Linked DNA regions of Mus musculus: region 1 is linked to region 2. A link is a contact called in public Hi-C data. All regions are on one chromosome and are shown on one strand. Each heading gives the region's core, a stretch centred on a gene start, on an enhancer-like site or on the middle of the called end of the contact. The rest is flanking DNA. Distances are from core to core; before and after follow the strand shown.

What was found. A called contact is a pair of places that touch in the nucleus more often than the background predicts.
Region 1: a Hi-C map of pre-B cells shows a contact between it and region 2, with 5 times the contacts expected there. The contact joins two enhancer-like sites. A contact is called at or near these places in 19 of 484 Hi-C or Micro-C datasets (B cells, the G1E-ER4 cell line, the N1E-115 cell line and 13 more), 5 of 115 datasets of contacts at active chromatin or transcription factors (astrocytes, bone marrow-derived dendritic cells, double positive thymocytes and 2 more) and 4 of 9 other capture datasets (adipose tissue, embryonic stem cells, liver and 1 more).

What each region holds. Positions count from the first base shown.
Region 1 is chr9:121,673,786-121,677,403 of GRCm38.p6, forward strand. No RefSeq gene overlaps it. Among named protein-coding and RNA genes, the nearest start is that of Sec22c, 29 kb to the right of the region's middle. Within about 2 kb of position 1,391, at least 84 of the 459 cell types and tissues checked have an H3K27ac peak or open chromatin away from gene starts, as enhancers often do. A contact at or near this core is called in B cells, the G1E-ER4 cell line, double positive thymocytes and 2 more, where this site is marked.
Region 2 is chr9:121,370,118-121,373,767 of GRCm38.p6, forward strand. All of the region lies in intron 1 of Trak1 (trafficking protein, kinesin binding 1), which reads left to right. Among named protein-coding and RNA genes, the nearest start is that of Trak1, 5.0 kb to the left of the region's middle. Within about 2 kb of position 1,569, at least 326 of the 459 cell types and tissues checked have an H3K27ac peak or open chromatin away from gene starts, as enhancers often do. A contact at or near this core is called in B cells, the G1E-ER4 cell line, double positive thymocytes and 2 more, where this site is marked.

The sequences.
Region 1 (3,618 bases), core at 141-2,640, 300 kb after region 2:
TAGGACAGACAAGCTTCCATAAAGCAAGTTGATTCATTTTTTAAATCTAGCTCGGTCTCCTTTTGTGGCTCTCTGGGGACATGTGTGGTCTTTGGCTGCCTTCACTTGAGTTGCTTGGTTTATGTGCCTTAGAGCTGAAGACACGGAGCCAGCCATGGCTCAGGGCGGGGACAGGCTTTGGGCATTTTATGCAGAATGAGAGGCAATGGTTGGGGGCAGGTCAGGGAACACTTCTAGACTTGTGGACGGCGCCCCCAACCCCAGAAAATCCCTTCCAATTTCCCTGTTGCTCATCTATTAAACTAGTAGCAAGAAAGCTCTGTGACCAGCCAGAGCCTGCCAGTGGCCACCATACAGCAGCAAGAACTGTCTTCCCCTTCCTGGGGCCATCCAGTCATCGCCAAAGCTTCTCTCTAGGAGAATCCAGGATGCAGAATCTGGGAGGCGTTCCTGGAGCCTTCCAGACCTGACCGCACACAGGACCACAGAGGGGTCTGGAGAAAAGGCAGGATGCCGCAGTGTGGTGGCTTTACAGTACACATACTCCACAGGGAAGTGAGGAAGGTCTATGGCCAGGAAGCAGGAGCGAAGGTTGGAAGTGGAGAAAGACTAACGGAGCCGGCCACCCATAGAGCGACTGGGATTCTGAGGAGCTGGCAGAGCATGCCTGAGGGGCAGAAAAGAAGTGTCAGCCATGACTGTCTTTGCCGTTGCCCAAGGTTCGATTAATTACTCCACTGTTGCTGCAGTAAAACAGATGACCAAAGTAACTTAACGAGGGAGAGAGCCTGGCTTGATGTTTTAGAAGGGAGGAGAGGAGGCTGGAGAGACAGACAGCTCAGCAGTTAAGAACACTTGCTCAGAAGAGGTCCTGCGTTCAGTCCCCAGCACTCACACAGGCTGCTCACAGCTGCCTGTAAGTCCAGTTCTAAGGAGATTTGATGCCCTTTTCTGGTCTCCGCAGGTATCTACGCACACGTGGGATTCACTTAGACACACATATACATAACTAAATCACGTAAAAATATTTTTAAGGGGCTGGAGAGATGGCTCAGAGGTTAAGAGCACTGACTGCTCTTCCAGAGGTCCTGAGTTCAATCCCCAGCAACCACATGGTGGCTCACAACCATCTGAAATGGGATCCAATGTCCTCTTCTGGTGTGTCTGAAGACAGCAACAGTGTACTCATATAAATAAAAATAAATAAATCTTTTAAAAAATATATTTTTAAAATAAGAAATAGAGTTTATCACATCCGGGAAGGCATGAGGACTGGAGCGGGAGGCAGTTGGTTGTTAATCACGAGGAAGCAAAGAGATGACAGGAAGTGGTGCAAGGTTTCAACCCACAAGTGTCACCCCCTGTGACCCACTTCCTCCCAAGAGGCCCTACTTCTTAAACACCTTCCAAACAGTGTCATCAGCTGGGGACAAAGTGCTCAAATGCACAAGGCTCTGGAGGACAGTTCATGGTCAAGCGAGCACCGCCTGCACAAGAGGCTGGCGGGTCCCTCCTGGCGCCTGATGCTCTCCACATGGCATTGCTGTGGAAACTGAAGGAAGAGGTGGGTAGGTGGACACGAGGCAGAGCCCGTTGAGGTGTCTGTCTAAACAGAAAAGAACCTGGCACTGAGTAAGGGGTCTTTGAGGGCATTCACCAGCCTTTGTATACAAGATTGTGGCCGTAAGCAGGGCAGTGGTGGCGCACGCCTTTAATCCCAGCCCCTGGGAGGCAGAGGCAGGCGGATTTCTGAGTTCGAGGCCAGCCTGGTCTACATACAGAGTGAGTTCCAGGACAGCCAGGGCTACACAGAGAAACCCTGTCTCAAAAAAAAAAAAAAAAAAAAGCAACCCCCCCCCCAAATTGTGGCCATTAATCACAGCCTGTTCTTTTGACAGGCTCTGGCTGAGCCACCTCCTCTGGGGAACTCCAGTTCCCCTCAGTCTCGGCCTTGCCTCTTTCTATAACCAGGTGTGAGCTGTTTTACCACAGCTTCTAGAGTGGACCCCACCATGCACCAGGTAGCTCCTGCATGAACCTACAAGACCCAGTTTGCTCATGCGCTGTGGCTGTCTGGAGGCTCCAGGCCTCTGGGGCTCCTCTGGGGCTCCTCTGGGGGCTGATGGGCCAGATGATGTTCATGGAGCCAGGCTTTTCCTCCTTTTCTCTCTTTTTAAGGGGACGGGGGGTGGGGATCAGAAAGATCTTATGTAACCCAGGCTGGCCTTGAACTCACTACGTATGAGGTCGACCTTGAACCTCCTGCTTCTATCTCCAGGGTGCTAACTAATATAACAGGTGTGCACCACCACGCCCTGTGTATGCTGTGGTGGGAATCAAACTCAGGGCTTCAGGCATGCTAGGCAAACATGTCTACCAACTGAGCTGCCTCCTCCCACCATTTACAAAATCTTAATATGAACTTTTTGGAAAGGGGATCTGACTAGGCAGCCAAGGTTAGCCTTGACCTTGAATCATCATGCCCAGCTTCCCAAGAGCTAGGCTTTCTGTGGTGCACCAAACTTACCTTCACTCAAATCCTCTTCTATTCAATCTGTAGCTTCCTTTGTCCCTGGAGGCTGCTGGGCTGGAGGAGGGGCTCTTGTTTTGATGGGGAGCGGGGGATGGGGTGGGGAGGGGGCAATACTCCTCTTTATTGGTTTTCAGTTCCCCCCTCAAGATGTTCCAGGTCATGAGACAGGGTGGCCTGTGTCGGAGTTCCCTCTTTCCTTCCCGGCAGTTCTGCACCATCTTTTCCCCACGTCTTCTGGAGATAGAAGTCCCCCTTCCTACCTTTCCCTGGGGACAGAAAAGGGCAGTGGCTTTCAAGATTGAGGATTTAGAATCCCAGCTCTGACTCTGTCATGCCATGCTTTCACATACATTCAGCAGCGTCATGGTGTTAGGGGACATCGTTCATGATGACAGTGAAGTCAGGGAAGGATGCATGCGATGCAGCTGGTGACATGCGTAGAGATGGATGCTGGTGCCCAGCTTGCTTTCTCCTCTTTACTCAGCCTGAGACCCCAGCCCATGGGATGGAGGAATCCACACTCAAAGGACTTGCGTGGGCTTTCCATTCTCAGTTAATCCTGTCTGGAAACGTCCTCACAGATCTACCCAAAGGCGTGTAACTACAAACACGGTCATGGCCATGAAGGATAGCCATCACTCTGGCTCACACTCACTCACCATCACACTGGCTCACACTCGCTCACCATCACACTGGCTCACACTCACTCACCATCACACTGGCTCACACTCGCCATTACACTTGCTCACACTCACCATCACACTGGCTCACACTCACTCACCATCACACTGGCTCACACTCACCCTGTGCAAAGTGGCTGGTGCTGAGGATGAGGGTGAGAGACTATATACCCGGGAGTGATAACAGAGACATATACGGAGCATCACAGAGGAAATAAACAGGCTAGCAGCTGGAGTTAGGGCTTCGTGGTCAGGGAGGCTGCCTCTTCTAGCCACTGACAGGAAGACATGGGCAGGCTGCTTCCCCTTCCTGATAAGCACCATTTCATGGGCCCATAAATCAGAACTGGGGCCCACATACCTCAAGGTCATGTCAAGTCAAATTTCCCAGTCCCCTTCATCAGT
Region 2 (3,650 bases), core at 319-2,818:
GTCTGTCTATGGGTTTGCTTTTTATCCACCATCCGAGCTTTCTGCACCGAGACCCACAGGAAAAGTCATGTTGCGTAGTGACTTATGCATCCCAGGACCACCCTCGCCAGTCCCTGGCACTTCCTGGGACCTGTTCTGTCCTAGGTAAGGAGCGAGAGCCGGGATTCACCAGGCTGTTCCTCACTTCCTTGTGGCTGAAAACATTCGGTCTTTCTGCTGCATTCTTGCCTGTCTTCACAGAAATGTACACCCACTGCTTCCGCTAGAGCCAATCCCACTTTCTGAAGCTCTCCGTGAGGCGCCTCACGTAAAAAAGTGTGCAGCAGAAAAAGTGGAGTGAGTTCCTACTGCCGCAGAGTGACCCGTTAGTCCAGTGGTCCTCAACCTGTGGGTCTCCACCCCTTTGGCAACCCTCTATCTCCAAAAAATGTTTACACTACGATTCATAACAATAGCAAAGTTGTAGTTATGAAGTAGCAATGAAAATAATTTTGTGGGTGGAAGGTCATGACAACGGGAGGAACTGTGTTAAAGGAGCAGCATCAGGAAGGCTGAGAACCCCTGCTTTAGCTCTCCTCTCCGCAAGATGTCTCAGTGCACACTCTCCTTGTAATCATCTGTGTTACTTTGTAGCCTGTGTCAGTAAGTTACTTGTTGTCTCCCTAGCCACCAACTACGTCATTAATTCCCTCTCCATAGACTGCTGTGTGGGCTGCTAAGCTTTGCAGATCTGTTCTCCAGGATTGGGAAGATCTGTGCGTCCACCCAGCAATGTCTCTAATGTCTGAGAGGGATTGCCTGGAGTCGGACCTGAGTTTTGGTGGACTTTGATGGAGGTGTTGTATGAACATGTATTGTTCACATTATTATCAGTTCTGCCTGTAGCTCACACAGTGGGTTGCTTCCGTTTTTTCATGAAATACCTTTAAAGTCCCCTTCCTTTCTTTACCTCGTGTAAGACTGCTGAAGGGATTAAGCAAGGGCATACATAAGGCGCAGAATCCTTAGTAAGGCTTAGTATGCAGTCAGCGCTCACTTAGCTTCTTTATCGTTCCTGCCTCATGATTAACCAGTTCACTCTGTCGCCTGCTACAGCCTTTTGTCTAATTTGTCTGCCTGCCTCTTGTGTTTCTGTCATTTGTCTGCCTGTCCATTTGTCTGACTGGCTTGGAGAAAAACCCTGGTGGCTGCTGCTGGTCTGGAGGGAAGCCGAGGGAGGTAGAGGGAAGGAAGGGGCCTGGCTGGCAGAGCAGTTAAGACAGGTAGCCCTGCAGCCAGCCTCCATTTACAGACCCTTTCTCAGTTCCTGTCCCCCATGGTGACACCAGCCCCAGATCCCTCAACCAACTGCTTTGAATTCTCACTTGCAGATGTGTCTGGCCTTTGTCCTTCGTCAGCACACCTGTGACACTGAGAAATGTGTTAACCCCCACCCAACAGCTCGGTCCGTTTCACTTGCTGAGCTACACTGCTCTTTCCAGAGGCTGCCGCTCTTCCTATGAGCCCTGCTGGGAGCAGCTGCGCTGGCGGCGGTTCCCAGAGAGGCTGGGCGGGGCCGGGGCGGGGCTGGGCCCGGGGCCTGGGCGGGGCCGGGGCGGGGCTGGACAGAAGCTTCCTGAGCTGTTCTGGGAGCAGGATTTCCCCAGAGCGGCTCCCTCCCTTCCCTTCCCCCTCTCCCTTCTGTTCTCCTTGGCGTCCATCGGGTAAACTCTGGCAAACTCTTCTGGGTAGCCCCGCCTTTTAAAGGAGTATATGGACTGATCTTTCTTCACAGTGATTTTTAAGGGTTCTGTGAGCTCTTTATCTGATGTATGCGTGGACACCGGCTGACTGTCCTTCTGGGTTCTGGGTCCGTCCTGCATTATCTCAGCTCCTGCTGGGGCAGGCGTAGTCTGCGTTCCCAAGGGAGGGGCTGCACAGCTTTGTGATGAGCTTGGATCTAGAGCTTAAGGCTGGCTAGTCTGGACTGTTCATAGTGGTGGCTGTGGCCCTCCCATCCGCCCTAGGCCGGTGTCTACTTACCAGCCTGTTCCCCATCTCTAAAGCTGTCATGATGGTGACATCCTTGGGGTTCCCTTGGCATCTGTTAAGTGCCTGTCACTGTGCTGATGTGTAAAGTTGTGATGTGTCCTGTGATCAACGGTAGTGAAGGTTTCCTGTCTGGCCCAGCTCAGCACCCAGCCTCTGCGGCTCACTGCGCTTCACTGACTGTTGGTCAAAAAGCTCAGCAGGGATGGAGGGACAGAGCCTCCTTACCACAGGTGCCAGATGCTCTTTACATAAACGCAGCAGTGACCACCCCACCGGCCTTCTTATTTTTTTTGGCCCTGAGACTTCACAGACGGCTCAAACAGATGGGGTTGCAGGGCTGGCAGGGCTGTGAGCTATCACCCTGAGAGTGGCAGCAGCCGGCCCCCCCCCCCCCCCCCCCCGCACTGTTTACAGAGGGACCCTGGGCAGCTCCTGTTTCCAGCTCTTCTCTCTCCCTGCTCTTCCCCACCACCCCCAAGCTCCCCCTTCCCTCCCCTCCTTCCTGTCTCTGTTCCTCCTCCTCCTCCCCTCCTCCTTCCATCTACCCCATCTCCTCCTCCTCCTCCTCCTCCTCCTCTTCCTCCTCCTCCTCGGTCTCCTTTAGAAAAATGAGTGCAGGCCACAGCATCCCAGGACTCAGCCCCATTTTCAAGGAAGTCTGGGGACACTTGAGTTCATTCACTGAGAACTGCTCTCAGTTCTGTTTGTTGTTGTTGTTACTATTATTATTGTTGTTGTTATTATTGTCAATTTGACACAAACTGGAGTCATGTGGGGAGAAGAGTTGAGACTCCATCAGATTTTCCTGTGGACAACTCTGTGGGCATTTGCATGATTAATGATTGCAGAGGGAGGGCCTAGCCCATGACTGTGGTGTCGCCCCTGGACAGGTGATTCTGGATTGTGTAAGAAAGCAAACTGTGGGTTTATCTGCTCTTCTAGAGGATGTGGGTTCAACTCCAAGCACCACACATGGCAGCGAACAGTGGTCTCAAACTCCAGTTCTAGGGTATCTGACACCCACTTCTGTCCTCTGTGGGCGTAGAACCCTACACATAAACTAAAAACAGAAGAGAAAAGAAAGCAATCTGAACAAGCCGTGGCCAGCGAGCCAGGAGCAGTGCCCCCCCCGCAGCCTCTGTTTCATCTCCCGCCTCCAGGTTCCCGCTGTCAGTTCCCTTTGTGATGGCCAGTGCCGCGCCTGCACCATGCCTGCACCATGGACTGAAGCCATGCAAAGCCTCCCCTCCTGCAAGCCGCCTTTGGTCAGAGTTCTATCACAGCAGCTGGGGAAACAAATTAAAACCGGTTTTCCACAGACTTTTGGTTTTCGCCCAGTGAGAGCTCTGCGGATACCTTAGGGTGAATTCGACCCCAGGACCCATTGCAAACTGAGGCTGAGCAGGCTGTCTGACCCTTGGTCTGGATGTGGAATCCTGGGAGAAACAGAGGGGAGGCTGGAGACAAGGGCATGAAGGTCCAGATTTCAGGACTGGTCATTGTGTGGCTGGCAGAGGCCATGTGTGATTCCCACTGCAGCTGAGGAGAACCAGGAACTGGGAGGTAGGGAGTGTGTGGTGGCCACTGCCTGCACGAGTGGCTGGACTTGGTAGAACACA